Regions from separate parts of the Zea mays genome. Here region 2 is linked to region 1. A link is a contact called in public Hi-C data. All regions are on one chromosome and are shown on one strand. The core of a region is the stretch at or near the end of the contact, and the rest is flanking DNA. Distances in the headings are between cores, read along the strand shown. Region 1 has its middle 47 kb from the start of LOC103634846. Region 2 holds the start of LOC100280830 (integral membrane protein like).

Region 1 (6,865 bases), core at 2,240-4,739:
GTTGGCTCCTTTTGTCAAAATGTTGGTTTCTTGTGGGGAGAAGTGTTGATTATGGGAAAAAGGGGGAGTTTTTGAAATCCTGAATCAATTTGTCTTGGAATAACTCTCCTTATGTCTTAACAAGTGAATTTGACTTAGAGATAGGAAATTGAGTTTGATTTGCAAAAACAAACCAAGTGGTGGCAAAGAGTGATCCATATATGCCAAATATGAATCAAAACTATATTGAGTTTTCATTTGCATCGATATTGCACTTGTTCTAGCTGCTTTATGTTATGTTGGCATAAATCACCAAAAAGGGGGAGATTGAAAGGGAAATGTGCCCTTGGGCCATTTCTAAGTATTTTGGTGATTGAGTGCCAACGCAAGTGCTTTTGTGTTGATCTATGCAATGCGGTGAACAAAGTGCAAATCATGTCAAAAGGTATGTTTCTAGACTTAGTACATTGTTTTATGGACTAATATATTGTGTCTAAGTGTTGGAAACAGGAAAGAATGAATTGGAAATGAGATGACTCTGTTCAGCCAAAGTCAGCTCGGTCTGGGTGCACCGGACTGTCCGGCGGTGCACCGGACAACGTCCGGTGGCGCACCGGACAGTGTTCGGTGTGCCAGGCTGGCTCAGGCGAACTTGCCGCTCTCGGGAAGGAATTAACAGCGTACGGCTATAATTCACCGGACTGTCCGGTGTGCACCGGACTGTCCGGTGAGCCAACGGTCGACCGGGCCAACGGTCGGCCGCACGATCTGCGCGGGACACGTGGCCGAGCCAACGGCTAGAAGGAGGCACCAGACTGTCCGATGTGCACCGGACAGTGTCCGGTGCGCCAACGGCTCTCTAACCCCAACGGTCGGCTTCGCCAAATAAGGAAGGATATCCGCACCGGACAGTGTCCGATGGTGCACCGGACTGTCCGGTGCGCCAGGCGACAGAAGGCAAGATCAGCCTTCCTGGAATGCTCTCAACGGCTCCTAGCTGCCTTGGGGCTATAAAAAGGACCCCTAGGCGCATGGAGGAGACAACCAAATATACTCAAAGCATTCCTAAGCACCAAGACTTTGATTCCACGCATTTGTTTCTTCGTGATAGCATCTAGAGCTCTAGTTGAGTTGTGAACTCGTCGGGTTGTGTTGTGAGCTCTTGTTGCGACTTGTGTGCGTGTTGACATTCTGATTTTGTGTCTTGTGTGTGTTGCTCATCCCTCCCTTACTCCGTGCTTCTTTGTGAACTTCAAGTGTAAGGGCGAGAGGCTCCAAGTTGTGGAGATTCCGCGCGAACGGGATTAAGAAAAGCAAAGCAAAACACCGTGGTATTCAAGTGGGTCTTTGGACCGCTTGAGAGGGGTTGATTGCAACCCTCGTCCGTTGGGACGCCACAACGTGGAGTAGGCAAGCGTTGGTCTTGACCGAACCACGGGATAACCACCGTGCCATCTCTGTGATTGATATCTTTGTGGTTATTGTGTTTTGTTGAGACTCCTCTCTAGCCACTTGGAGATTATTGTGCTAACACTTAACCAAGTTTTTGTGGCTTAAGTTTCAAGTTTTACAGGATCACCTATTCACCCCCCTCTAGGTGCTCTCAAATACGCCTCAAAGCAATACTACGATCAGCACTGCACTGGACTAGGTGCACTGGACTAGGGCGAAAGCCTGAACCAGTATAAACCCCGTGTCTCAGTTCCTTACTCGTGTCACCGTGATCCACCATTTAGAGTGAGTCCGCGCTTGCATCCCCACCGAACACAAATCTATTGTCCCCCAGTTTCTGAAACCACGATAGATAGTTTGGGTTTCCATCCAATCCTATGGCTTCTGCTGCCAATTTCGCGGCGTCGTCCTGGCAACTGGCATCCCCATCTCCATGGGCTACGCCGCATGGCACCTTTATCACGTCGTCCTGGCAACCGACGTCCCCATCTCCTTGGGTAGCATCGTCTGCCAATTTTGTCACCACGTCTTGGACGCCGACGTACCCATCTGTAGGGGCAACAACAAATTTTGTCACATCATCTTCGCTGACGGCGTCTCCGTCCCCATGGACGACGCTACTTGGGGAAGCCACGACTCAGCCATCACCATCTCCATCGATGGTGGATTTATGTAATACCCAACTTTGGAAACTAAAGAAAGGAATAAAAATTTATGTGTAATGCATTCTCATTCATAAGAATTATTAGAAGACATGTTTAAAATAAATAATAGCTCAATAAAATGTGCATCATGTTGGAGTTTTGTTGCCTATGCATATAATAGCAACACTATTAATCAAAATATAGTAATAAGGAAATGAATTGAAGCCTAAATGGAGATTAGGGTTTGAAAATGGAAAAGAAAAGAGAAGGGATAAAGGAAAATCCTAAATGAAAATAAAGAAAAAAATATATACATAAATGTGCCTTCTCATACTGACATTTTCAATTTGAATATTTAACCTAAAAATCCAAAGTTCACAATCAAATTTGGATTTAAACTTGGGATACAAAAAAAAGAGAAAAGAAAAAGGAGAAAAAAAGAGAAACGTGGGATGGGCCAAATCCACTCTCCTCGGCCCATCAAGCCATGGGCGCGCGAGGCCTGGCACCTTTTGCTTAGGGGTGCCACTGTGATGTGGGGCCGCCGAGTCAGCTGACTGGTGCTTATTAATCGCAGTCGTTGCTCTGCTACTGGGGCCCCCTCATCAGCTGGTTGTTCGTCGACCGCCGAAGTCCACAGAGGGAGAGGGAGCTCGTGTAGCGCGGCAATTTCGGAATCAGTTGAACCCATTCAATTTCGTGTATAAAAAAACCTGTTGCGGGTCTTCTCAAGCTAACTACTGGCCCCAAATTTGCCGCCGCCTACGTAGTTGGGGGCCTAATCGACCGCGCCGAGAGTGCCGTGAGGGACATCATCGTGGTGTAGTCGCCGCTTCCACCCATTGTCGCTTCGACTCGCGGTAGTGTGGCTGAGGGGGCTCATCTGGGTGCCGCGAGTGTAATCAAAGCCTCCGCGTGCGGAATTGGTGGTCGGAGCGCGGCGAATTCATTACTAGAGTATTTTCCTTCGAGTTCTTCCGTGGGTCGTCGTGGCCGCCTTGCATGGGTTGTCTCCGTCGATCAGTACTCATCTCATCTGCATCGTGGCCTACCCCGCATAGGGTAGCACTTAATCGCTCGGAGAATGGCGATCGGAGAGGGGAGTCTGGGTGTGCCGGCAATGGCGCTGCGGCGGTGTTGCGCCGTCAGGTTGGGGGATGATTGTGAACAGGGAAGAACCTTGGCGCGGCGCGTGACATAGATCCTTGGGTGGATGGCCATGATTAACTCAATGAAACACTTTGTGCTGAATTCTATCCGGACCGTTAGATCATAGGGTAGCAGTCGAGATCTAATCACACGCATTTTTGCGACACTCGTCGATCCTAGATCCGACGACCATCTCCACATAACGCTTCAGGGGTAGTTTAAATCTAATCTGGCGCATTGAAATTTGATCGGATGGCCCCGGTCGCCCGATAACCCTTCGACATAGAGTTTTACATAAGAGACCTTGGGCTTTTACATAACTAACCCACAGTCCTCATGCGGGTGTAGCTAGAGTCCTGAGGATCTTTCGAATTAGCCCCTGAATTCTTTGGTATTTGGCACGCAGTCCAGTGAGCAAAGAAAACAGATAGTTAATTATAGAAAATAAACTTTTAGTATATAAATAATTCCAGAAACTCATTTAATTCATATAAAACTCATTTAAAATCCTTTTTAATCCATTCTAGTGGCATTAATTTTGTATTAACGTTGTCTATCAACTAGTAACTCTATTTAGCTATGAAACTTGTATTACAATTATTCACTTGAATTATTCTATATTAGGCACTAAATAACATCAGAAATTCATAACTAGATAACCGTAACTCCGAATTTAGTGATTCTTGTTCCTACGATCTCGTTACGTCGCGTAGAATATTATCATGCATTCTGTTCTACTGTTTGGTGTGATGTTAATTTCTGCTATACCATGTTTGTTTGTATTGATGCGAGTAGACGAGCCAGCTACTGAGGATCCGGGGGTTCAGCAGGTGGAGACTGCTGAGCAGGAGCTCGTTGAAGGCAAGTTGTACCCTTAATCACTTCTTTTACCCAATAATATTCTTATTAATCATAATGATCCACATATGTTAATTTTGATGGGACCCAATAAGTTAACCTAGTTTGGCTATCTTTATACCTTGTTTACCACTGAATTTTTGGGTAGTACCTGCTATTGCTTTATATGGTTTTGGTTATGAAGATACACATTATTTATTATCATACTTTTATTATCAGTTTGTTATTTACTGTTTATGATAAGATCATTATGTTAATTGGAACATGGAGCGATCACCCGGGAAAACAGTGCTACCACAAGGGTGGTATGGGACGCCCTTGGCTGACTAATTAGGAAAGCTAGTGGAGGACTACCTTACCCGAAAGGAGCAAGGGCAATAGGGGAGTGGTCAGTTTAGGGAGGTCCTTGGGTTGATTTTGCTGCGATGACGGTCAGGCGAAGGATCCCTGCATTGGAGCTTCCTAAAAATTGTAGCGGCTTTCTGAAGCTAGTGAAACTTTGTAAAGGCCTCGTAGTGTTACCCTGCCTCGCTTCCTTGGTAGAGGTCTATGGGAGTCATGATCCCTTGGCAGATGGGTAACATGAATTGTGGGTAAAGATGCGCAACCTCTACAGAGTGTAAAATTGGTATATCAGCCGTGCTCACGGTCATGAGCGGCTTGGACCCTCACATGATTAATTTATGGAATTAAATTCAATTTGTAATTTCCATCGCATTGTGGTTTATTATCAATTTTGTTCTACTATTACTCTGGTTTGGTATTTACTAACATTTAGTAACTGCTAATAAAATTTGACCAACTTCTAAAAGCCATGCTCAACTTTAACCCTTATTTATTGATCAGCCTTACACTTCACATGAGCTCCCACCTTTAGTGAGTTCATGGACATTATTCCCCACAACTTGTTGAGCTATGATCTTTTGTGAGCTCACTCTTGCGATATATAAACCCCCCACAAGTGAAGAGCAGGTGGTCCAAGAGGAGCCGCCCTACAATGAAGAATACAAGTTGATCTAGGTGGCATCTCCTAGTCAGCTTTGTGGCGCCAGGGAATAATATTTAGTTCGCTTTACTATTATCATTTATTTTTGTAAGACTTCCGCTATGTAATAATGACAATTATGATATTTGTGACAATTATATCCATACACTTTGTCATTATATGTGATGTTCTTCTTTGGCGCACATATGAGACGCACCCGGCTTTATCCCTTAAATCCGGGTGTGACAACTTGTGGTCCTCGCTCCTGGTGGTGGAACATGGGTTGTTGCAAATCAAAGCAACAATGCAACATGAGTGACAACTGGCGTCGTTCGCATGACTCCAGGCGTCAGTGGCTGTGGTCCTACAAGCTGCTTTTCGTGGCTTCCTTGCACGGCAGAGAGTGCGGCAGATGCGCCGGCAGATGCTCGAGGCAACCATGGTGGCGGTTGACCTTGGCACACGGGGGCGCGAGCTCGCCCTGCTCGGCGGCCATCACCAGCCGCGTCGGCCCACTATCTCCAAGTGCGAGCATGGTGCGTGTCCCGCGGGTGGCGAACTTCAACTCTATGATAGTGACAACAGGGAAGAGTTTCAAGGCCAACTCATTTATCTCCACTATAACACAACCAATGAAATAGAGAATCTGATTGGATGGTTGCGCGTGGACGCGCAGGCTGGTGCCGTCCTGGCCAGTCGGATACGATAATTTTGAGCGTATGTGCGATGCAAGCTAATGGCTTTAACATAACTTATTTTGCATCCACTCATGTAGTCCGCATCTCACACGTACAGTCAATCAAATAAAAGCTCAGATAAAGTCAATGCATATAGTAGCCTAAGATGAGATGGTACTGGCAAGGCGACAACCAATCTAAAGGAAAAAGGTGTGGGACGGGAACAATAACTCGTCCATGCAAGGGGAGGAAGGGTTGGGGTTTTATGGCAGTGTCAAACTGTGAATTGTAGACATGTAACCTTAAAATAGATGGGAAAGTTTTAGTGGAGAGCAGGATGAAGCGATGGAGACTGGAGGGTGGGGGTTTCCGCTCTACGTCTTGTATAAAAAAGTGAAGCTCATGGATATCTGACAGGATTTGGGCCATTTTTGACTATCTCGCAGAAATCCGCAGATTCTCAACGAGACGCTGGAGCTAGGAGCAGCGCCAAACTGGGCCTAAAATTTCAAAAGGCTTGAAAAGAATCGATCATGTCATCTCTTCTTTTTCTCTACTCTAAGCAATAGTTTTTTTGGTTCTAGTTTCTACCATTGTTGTGTCTATACATTTAAATTGTAAAAATGCTAAAATTATGTACAAATGAGGATTAAAACCATGATTGTTGGCTCTAAATCCATATTGACATCTATATAGCCAACATAACACATATTTTTTTATGTTTCATATTTTATAGTTAAACATAAACTTAATTGGAAACCACATCAATTTACAGACACTTTGTTAGTCTCTTTTATTAAAACCTGACCCTGATTTCTCGTGCCTCCAAATTTTGGTCGACATGCTCGACTGGCACGCGGCCATGTCGCCCTCGACGTTTTTAGCCGTCAGATCGACTTCCAATGGTTTCGTGAACCCTTGCCATGCCGCACTCCACTGCGAGCGCCATGAGAGGATATGACGACTTGCCAAACCTAGGGCCTGTTTGGTTCGCTGCCTAACTTGCCACACTTTTCTTAACTTTTCTGCCTAAGGTTAGTTCTTCAATTCGGACAACTAACCTTAGGCAAAGTGTGGTCATTTAGCCGCGAACCAAACAGACCCCTAGCCCCTAGCCTCTG
Region 2 (6,865 bases), core at 1,866-4,365, 350 kb after region 1:
CGACACAAAAGGAAAAAGTTAAGTTCACATTCGATATTACTAAATGTGATAAAATATTTGATGAGTTGCTTAAACATGGTAATATTAAATTGTCACATGTAATTCCTCCGGTTGAACAATTAAAAGGGCGCGTTTATTGCAAATGGCATGGCTCCTTTCTCCATAACACCAATGATTGTGCCGTCTTCCGTCGGCAAATACAATCGGCTATAAACGAAGGCCGGTTGAGGTTTCAAAAAGAGGTGAAAAGTGACAGGCCACCTGTTCCTGTCACCACATTACAGCCAACGAGCAAAAAGGCCATAATTCGGCCTTGTGCGGCCGATAAAAGTAAAAATAAAAATATCGTCATTGGTGATCCTCGCACACCAAATATGTCACGCAGAATGGTTACTCTGAAGGCTCCGGACAAAAGGAAGACCGAAGGCACCGGGGGGCAAGCACGATCGGACACCCGATCACGGTCACCTGTCCTGCGTACGCTGGACGATCCGGGTACTAAGGTCGAACAGTCCGAGACAGGCGCGGACAGTCCGGCTATGATGGCCGGACGGTCCGCAGATGGTCAGAAGCAGCAACCTCAGACCATCGGACCACAACGTTCCAACACAAGTGTTAGGAAACAAAACACTACTAAGACGTCTGGACGACTCAGTAGAGTCGGCCCTACTTTTAGTCAGTTGCTTGCCAAATATATGAAGAAGGCCGTTCCACACAACCGACCAATAAAACAAACGAAGTCAAAAGGGCGACCTGTGCGAAAGCAAAAGCTGACTAAACGGACCCAAAGGGTAGCACAACCAAGATCGCCTTGTCATCCTCCTCCAGGGATAGCATGGTGCGTCCCGTTCTATCCATCGCCGATATGTGGTCCTGCTCATGTGTGGGGTGGTACGGCGATGAATTTATATTACTGGCCCAATCCGTTTGCTTATTTAGGCTGGGTGGCACCATAAGTTTTTGCCTATTGACAGGTTGATCAGGTAGACATGGCCGAAGAGGATGCGATCCGAAACGGCCTCTGTGCATTAAAGTCCCATCAAGTATTTATATTATCTGATCGCAAGAGCCGATGACTTGCATCGAGCTGAGTCCTTACTTCGGGAACAAAACCTCATGAGGTCAATTGTTTCCGAAGTTTTCGCTGATGCTTTTGGTTCGCCAAGCTCCACCAAAAGGCAGGGGGGCATATGTTGGACACCAAAATGAGCGGACGGTCCGGCCCATGGGCCCGGACGGTCCGCGTGTCCCGAGATTAGATTAACTCGGATGTTTATCCTTATCTCGTGCGTGGTTATCCATCTAATCACGTGGGAGTTTGTTGCTATCTCTTAGGAAAAGGTCTAGACCTCCTCCCCTATAAATATAAAGGGGTACGGCCGATTGAGAACCCCCGAACACATTCCAATCGAACCAATTACCTTACTTACTTTTCCTGCCCTAGGAGTAGATGTAGCATAGTTCTAGTTGTAGCCTTCCGCATATCCACCTCCACCCCTAGTCAACTCTACGTCGTCTAGATCCGTCTTGGGTGGTCTGCCGATCCCAAGACGACCCTAGGATCTCACCCCTCCCGGGGGGCAAGATCTAGTTGTCCATCTAAGACCTCTTCCTCGATTTGATCTCTTAATTCCTAGACGACTCCACGTCGTCTGGGGACGCCCCGGGTGACCTGTCGACCCGGAGCACCTTAAGATCTTTTCCCCCAGTGGACGAGATCTAGATTCCAGCAAGGAGGAGGAAGACGACCCTGTCGCCAGGTCGCGGACCGTCCGGCCCAGAGCTGCGGACCGTCCGGTGTGACGCAGGGAAGACACCGCTCCTGCGCCCAGGTCGCGGACCGTCCGGCCCAAGGCCGCGGACCGTCCGCGCCGTCGCAGAGGGCACTACCAGGCGATCCGGCGACCTGTCGCAGGCCGCCACTACTGTTCACCTTGCGGAGCCGAACCCAAGGTGCCAAGTACCGCCAAGCGGTTCATTATAGTGTTTGGTGACCAAAAAGGCACCAACAACAAGATAATAAGATATCCATGTAAATTAATGCCCGGATTCCAAAAATAGATCAAACAGCAAAAACATATCCATGTGTAATTAATAGGAAAAGTATGACGATGTTTTACTGCTAAAGACCACAGAGACCATTTTGGTATCACTTCCCTTTTCCACGGCATAACTAATTCCAGTAAAATCACCTTAGCCCTATCATATGAACTCAAAGTTCACTCATTTTCCAACTCACAACACCAAATATTCGATCCACAGGTATTCCTCCCCTAGAGGCACAAACTAATCTAAACTCGCCCCTGAAACTGTGAAATCTGTCGCAGCACCAGTCTCCTGATACCAATTCACAGCAAAAGGCTGCCGTGCACTTGTGCAGCACCCACCAATTCCCACTGCTCCCTGAATCCGCCTGGACTAATCTTGACCCCCTCGCGCCTCAGCAGACAGCATACGAGCAAAAACATGGAGCAGAAGCATCTAAGAGCCAAACAGTAGCAGAACGGAAAGGAGCCAGGCGGATCTCATACCAAAGTTGAAGCGGAGGGAGCTCATGAGAGCCTTGTTGCAGATGACGATGGAGACGGAGGACACCACCGAGAGGCTGAGCGCCCCCACCGTCCCCAGCTGGAACTTCTCCCCGGCCACCCCCATCTCCACCCCGCCGCCGCAGGCCGCAGCAAGACAGGCAGATAGCCCGGAGAACGCAGAAACTTAACACGCAGGCCCCCAAAGCACCAAACCACGCCGCCCACCAGCACCTGCGAAGCGCAAAAAGGTCACATTTCGATCGAGCAACGGCGGCAAAAAACACCAGGGAGAGACAAGAGCCGGCCTTTCCGGCCAAAACTACATATTTACTTCCAAAGAAGAGAATTCAACCAGACGAAGCTGGATCTGGGAGACGAGCTCGTGAATCTGAGCTGAGCTGAGCTAGCGCGGGACTGGCTGTGGCACGCTGGGAGCGGCAGGGACTGGATCGGGTGAGCTTGGCTATGGCTTCGCCGCTGCGCTCTTGGCCTCCTCCCTCCCCCTCTTCCTGCTCACCGGAGATGGAGACGGAGGCGGGTGTTTTTTATACAAAAGAAAGGAAAGGATATTATTGTTGCCGCGCGTATACATCGGACTCGGGTTGGTGACTTGGTGGTGGCTTGTGAGGGGCAGATATACAGTTAGTTTTTTTATTGAGGGCGATCAAGGAGTTTTCTTTGGGTCGATTTGGTTTGGACTTTTTTGTGTACTGTAATGTACAAACAATAGAGAGGGAGTCTGTGTACTGTGTGTGTATATATAAGGTTCATTAGCACGTGTTTAATGAGATTTGTAAATTTTTGTGTTTGATTTGATATATTGTTTGGTGATGAGGTGTTTGGTGGACTAGACCTAAATACGTGCTGCAGTGCTGGCAAGATTCAATCGTTGTTTCAAATAATATTCGTCCAAATACATGTGATTGTACTTTATGTGCCTCCTACGACTGGCAGGTAGTCTACTAATCTCTTATTGTCGGCAAATTCTGGTGTGTGTGATTTATGTGTGGATAAAATATTTTAGCGTGGTTATGGGTGGCGCACTAGTGGCCTGGCCACCTCGGTAGGTGTATAATATATTAATACTAATAAATCCCTCGATTTTAAACAAATCGCAGGCACACCGACGATTGGCCCTCTTATTGGTCCTTCACTCGGTAACAACCAATCAAAGAAAATTACTCCAAAGCTCTTTCCGGAAAAAAAAAAGAAAGAAAGAAAATCTAGTCCACTAATAAGTAGTGTTAAAGTGTCGTTTGATTCACATATTTGTAACGTGATGGATAATTGATAACATTATATTATATTTGTTTAGTACCGAATCGTAATCAGATACCACATTATAAAATAATACCGGACTATCTAAACTTGTTACCACCGTTGCTATTTACTTTACATTTCGTAAATCAAACGACACCTAGGTTCTAACCCTAACACTTGAAACTTGCCCGCTCTAAGGTGAAAATGAAATTACAGCACCGGTTTCAGCTCCACAGATGCTGAAGCCTGAAAGTTACCGGGTTAATCTCATAGGCTGCTGTAACACTTGTGCTGCTTGCAACTTGTAAAAAAAAAGACCTTTTGGTTGCTTTTGTAAAAAAAATTGCAATGTTTTTTTTTTTTTGACAAAGTAGGTGTATGTGTTTATGGAGCACAGGCAGAGGTGTGTCCTTGCTGCTGGCTCCCCTCTGGTCTCTTGGCTGTGGCAAAACAGTCCACTAGCAGCAGCGAGAAACAGTATACGTGAATTTCAGTGTCAACTGCTCAAGGCTCCGACAGCTCACTGCGCCAGGATCTTGCGTGTTTGTGGGAATCTCAAGGCAGTGATCCGTACCGTACGGGAGTACCACCTGGGCTACGAAGCACCCTCTCGTGTCGTGTGTTAGAATTGTATATGGTCGTCACCGTATATCTATGGGTAACGGCTAGAAATGGCCAAACGGGCTGCACGGCCTGGTCTGGCCTGATCCGAGTTCGATGAAGCTTGACTCGTTTTAGGTTCGGTCCATCAGGCACGGTTAGAAAATTGGATCGGACTATCCAAGTTGTGTGTTCGTTTTCTTTACCGAGTCCGGCCCCCTGCGGGGCTAAATGGGTCGTGCCGGCATGGTAAGCACGGAAAAAGGTCCGAAAACAGGTCAAGCAAGCAGTTAAGCACGATTTAGTGTAAAAAACAACCTTGACGAGCTTAAAGGTAAATGGGTCGTGTCGAGCTAACCCGCCGGATTTAGTTTCCTGTTCGGGACCGGCCCGCTTATTCATGCCGGGCCGGCTCGGGTCCGTATAAAAGCGAATCGGACCGGGCTCATACCGGGCGAAAAAATGTGCTTCGAGTCGGCTTTCGTGCTTCGAGCTTTATGTACATATATAATAATGGCTCACTAATAAGGACTTAGGTAGCTTTCACGGACTATCAATGGGTAACAGCATACTGCTACAACCTACATGAGGAAACCTACGTGTTTCGTCCGTCGAAATTGATGTTTTATAGTAGTAAAACATATATGTATCTATTAAATTATTTATTTATGAAAATTATATTTAATTTAAACTAATGTACCCATAGGTATCTCTATACGTCCAGACTTAATAAAAATAGAGATAATTTGTAGCCAAAGGGTGTGATATATGGCATCTCAAGACACAATTTATTTGTGACCGAAAATACTGTAGAAGGCGACGCACAAACAATAGTGTGACAAGGTATGCAGAGGGGGAAGTAACTAAATGGATGTTTGGTTTGTATGGACTAATTTTTAGTCACTTTATTTTATTCCATTTTAGTGTCTAACACTATCGGAATTCGGCTCTTGTCGAGTGTTCGACGCTTTACCGAGTGTTTTTTGTCGGGCGCTCGGCAAAGTCCTGCTCTGGGTAATGACCGTGTTTACCGAGAGCAGAACTCTCGCCAAAGAAATCTTTGCCGAGTGCCAAACACTCAGCGAATGGCGACACTCGGCAAAGAGCCGTCTATAACTGACAGCCGTTATATTTGTCGAGTATCGAGCTTTGGCACTCGGCAAAGAATCTTCTTACGTCTGACACTTGGCAGAGCATGTTTTGCCGAGTGTTATTCTTGGACACTCGATAAAATATTTTTTAAATTATTTAGTTTCTGTATTTAGCAATTGAGAAATTAAAATAGAATAAAATAGAGATCTAAAAAATATTCACTAGAAACCAAACGCATTCTAACAACCCAAAAAAAAGGGCACAAAAGGACGGGACACCACCTTGGCATGCATGATGAGTATGAACTGTATGATGGTCATCCTCGCGGGTGTAGTTTGTTGCTTTGAAATTAAACGGAAGGTATGGATAAACATGAGCTGCAGCTTGGGTTTGGGGGCCGTGTGCAATGGATAAGGCCGGAGAGGGAAGAGGATGGGCATGCATGGGCAAAGCCAAAGCAAAGGAGGGGAAGAGGTGGAGGAGGATGGTGGGTTAGGTGGCACGCCATCGTGTTGCGTGGAGGATTGCTCTGAGATTATTCAGTAGTTTAGGGTGTGTTCGATAGAGTTTGGATGATCTAGCTAGTCGCAGGACTCTGTTTCTCCCTCTCCTCCCCTCCCCTCACTGAATTGAATGGTGTGCTGGTGGTGCTCATCATCCATTGTGCAGCTGCGAGTGGATGCTCATGCATCCATGGGCGCGCGGCACGTACGTACGTAGTCTCCGACATTGCATCCTGCTCTGCTCATCGATCGGCATGCAGGTCCATACACGTATATGCAGCGTGCGCATGGATGATCGACGGCGACGGCGACGAGTGCAGAAGATACGTCCGTCGTCGATCGTCAGCTCTCCCACTTCGTCGTCGTCGCCGGCGCCCGTCGGTCTAGCGTCTACAATGTAAACACTGCACAGTGTCGTCATCGTCGTTGATACGGATGGGATGGACCTTAATTAGCTCGCTACTGAGTGGACGACGCGGGGAGGGAGCACCAATCTCTTTAATTAACATAAAAAATAATGCAGGACGTACGTGTATACATATAGGGTGTGGTTATTTGGAGCCCAATGCTTTCAATAGTTACAAAAAGTCTGACCAGTGCATCAGGTCAACCCTCTCCTACGCGTGTCAGTCCAACCCGATTCAATCCTCAACCCTCCGCATGGGATGCACGATATAAATTGCAGTAGTGTTTTTTTTGTTTGTTTGTATAAATAGTTCTATAAATAGTATAAATAGTTCGTAGATATAACATAAAAAAACTCGTTTTTAGCATGTTCATCCACACGAGACACTCATGCATTTTTTGATTTTTATGGCAGGTGCCTTTTGAGATCCTATGAGCTTGCAGGTTTGAGCGTAAATTATACAAGATAAAGCG

What was found. A called contact is a pair of places that touch in the nucleus more often than the background predicts.
Region 2: a contact with region 1 is called in a Hi-C map of ear, with 1.7 times the contacts expected there. The contact joins the promoter of LOC100280830 here to the enhancer-like site in region 1. A contact is called at or near these places in 2 of 25 Hi-C or Micro-C datasets (ear and endosperm).

What each region holds. Positions count from the first base shown.
Region 1 is chr8:16,615,827-16,622,691 of Zm-B73-REFERENCE-NAM-5.0, forward strand. No RefSeq gene overlaps it. Among protein-coding and RNA genes, the nearest start is that of LOC103634846, 47 kb to the left of the region's middle. Within about 2 kb of position 3,490, at least 17 of the 20 cell types and tissues checked have an H3K27ac peak or open chromatin away from gene starts, as enhancers often do. A contact at or near this core is called in ear and endosperm, where this site is marked.
Region 2 is chr8:16,965,773-16,972,637 of Zm-B73-REFERENCE-NAM-5.0, forward strand. LOC100280830 (integral membrane protein like) reads right to left here and starts at 3,116. Exons shown (of 8, transcript NM_001399072.1): 1 at 2,863-3,116; 2 at 2,532-2,762. The coding sequence starts at 2,655.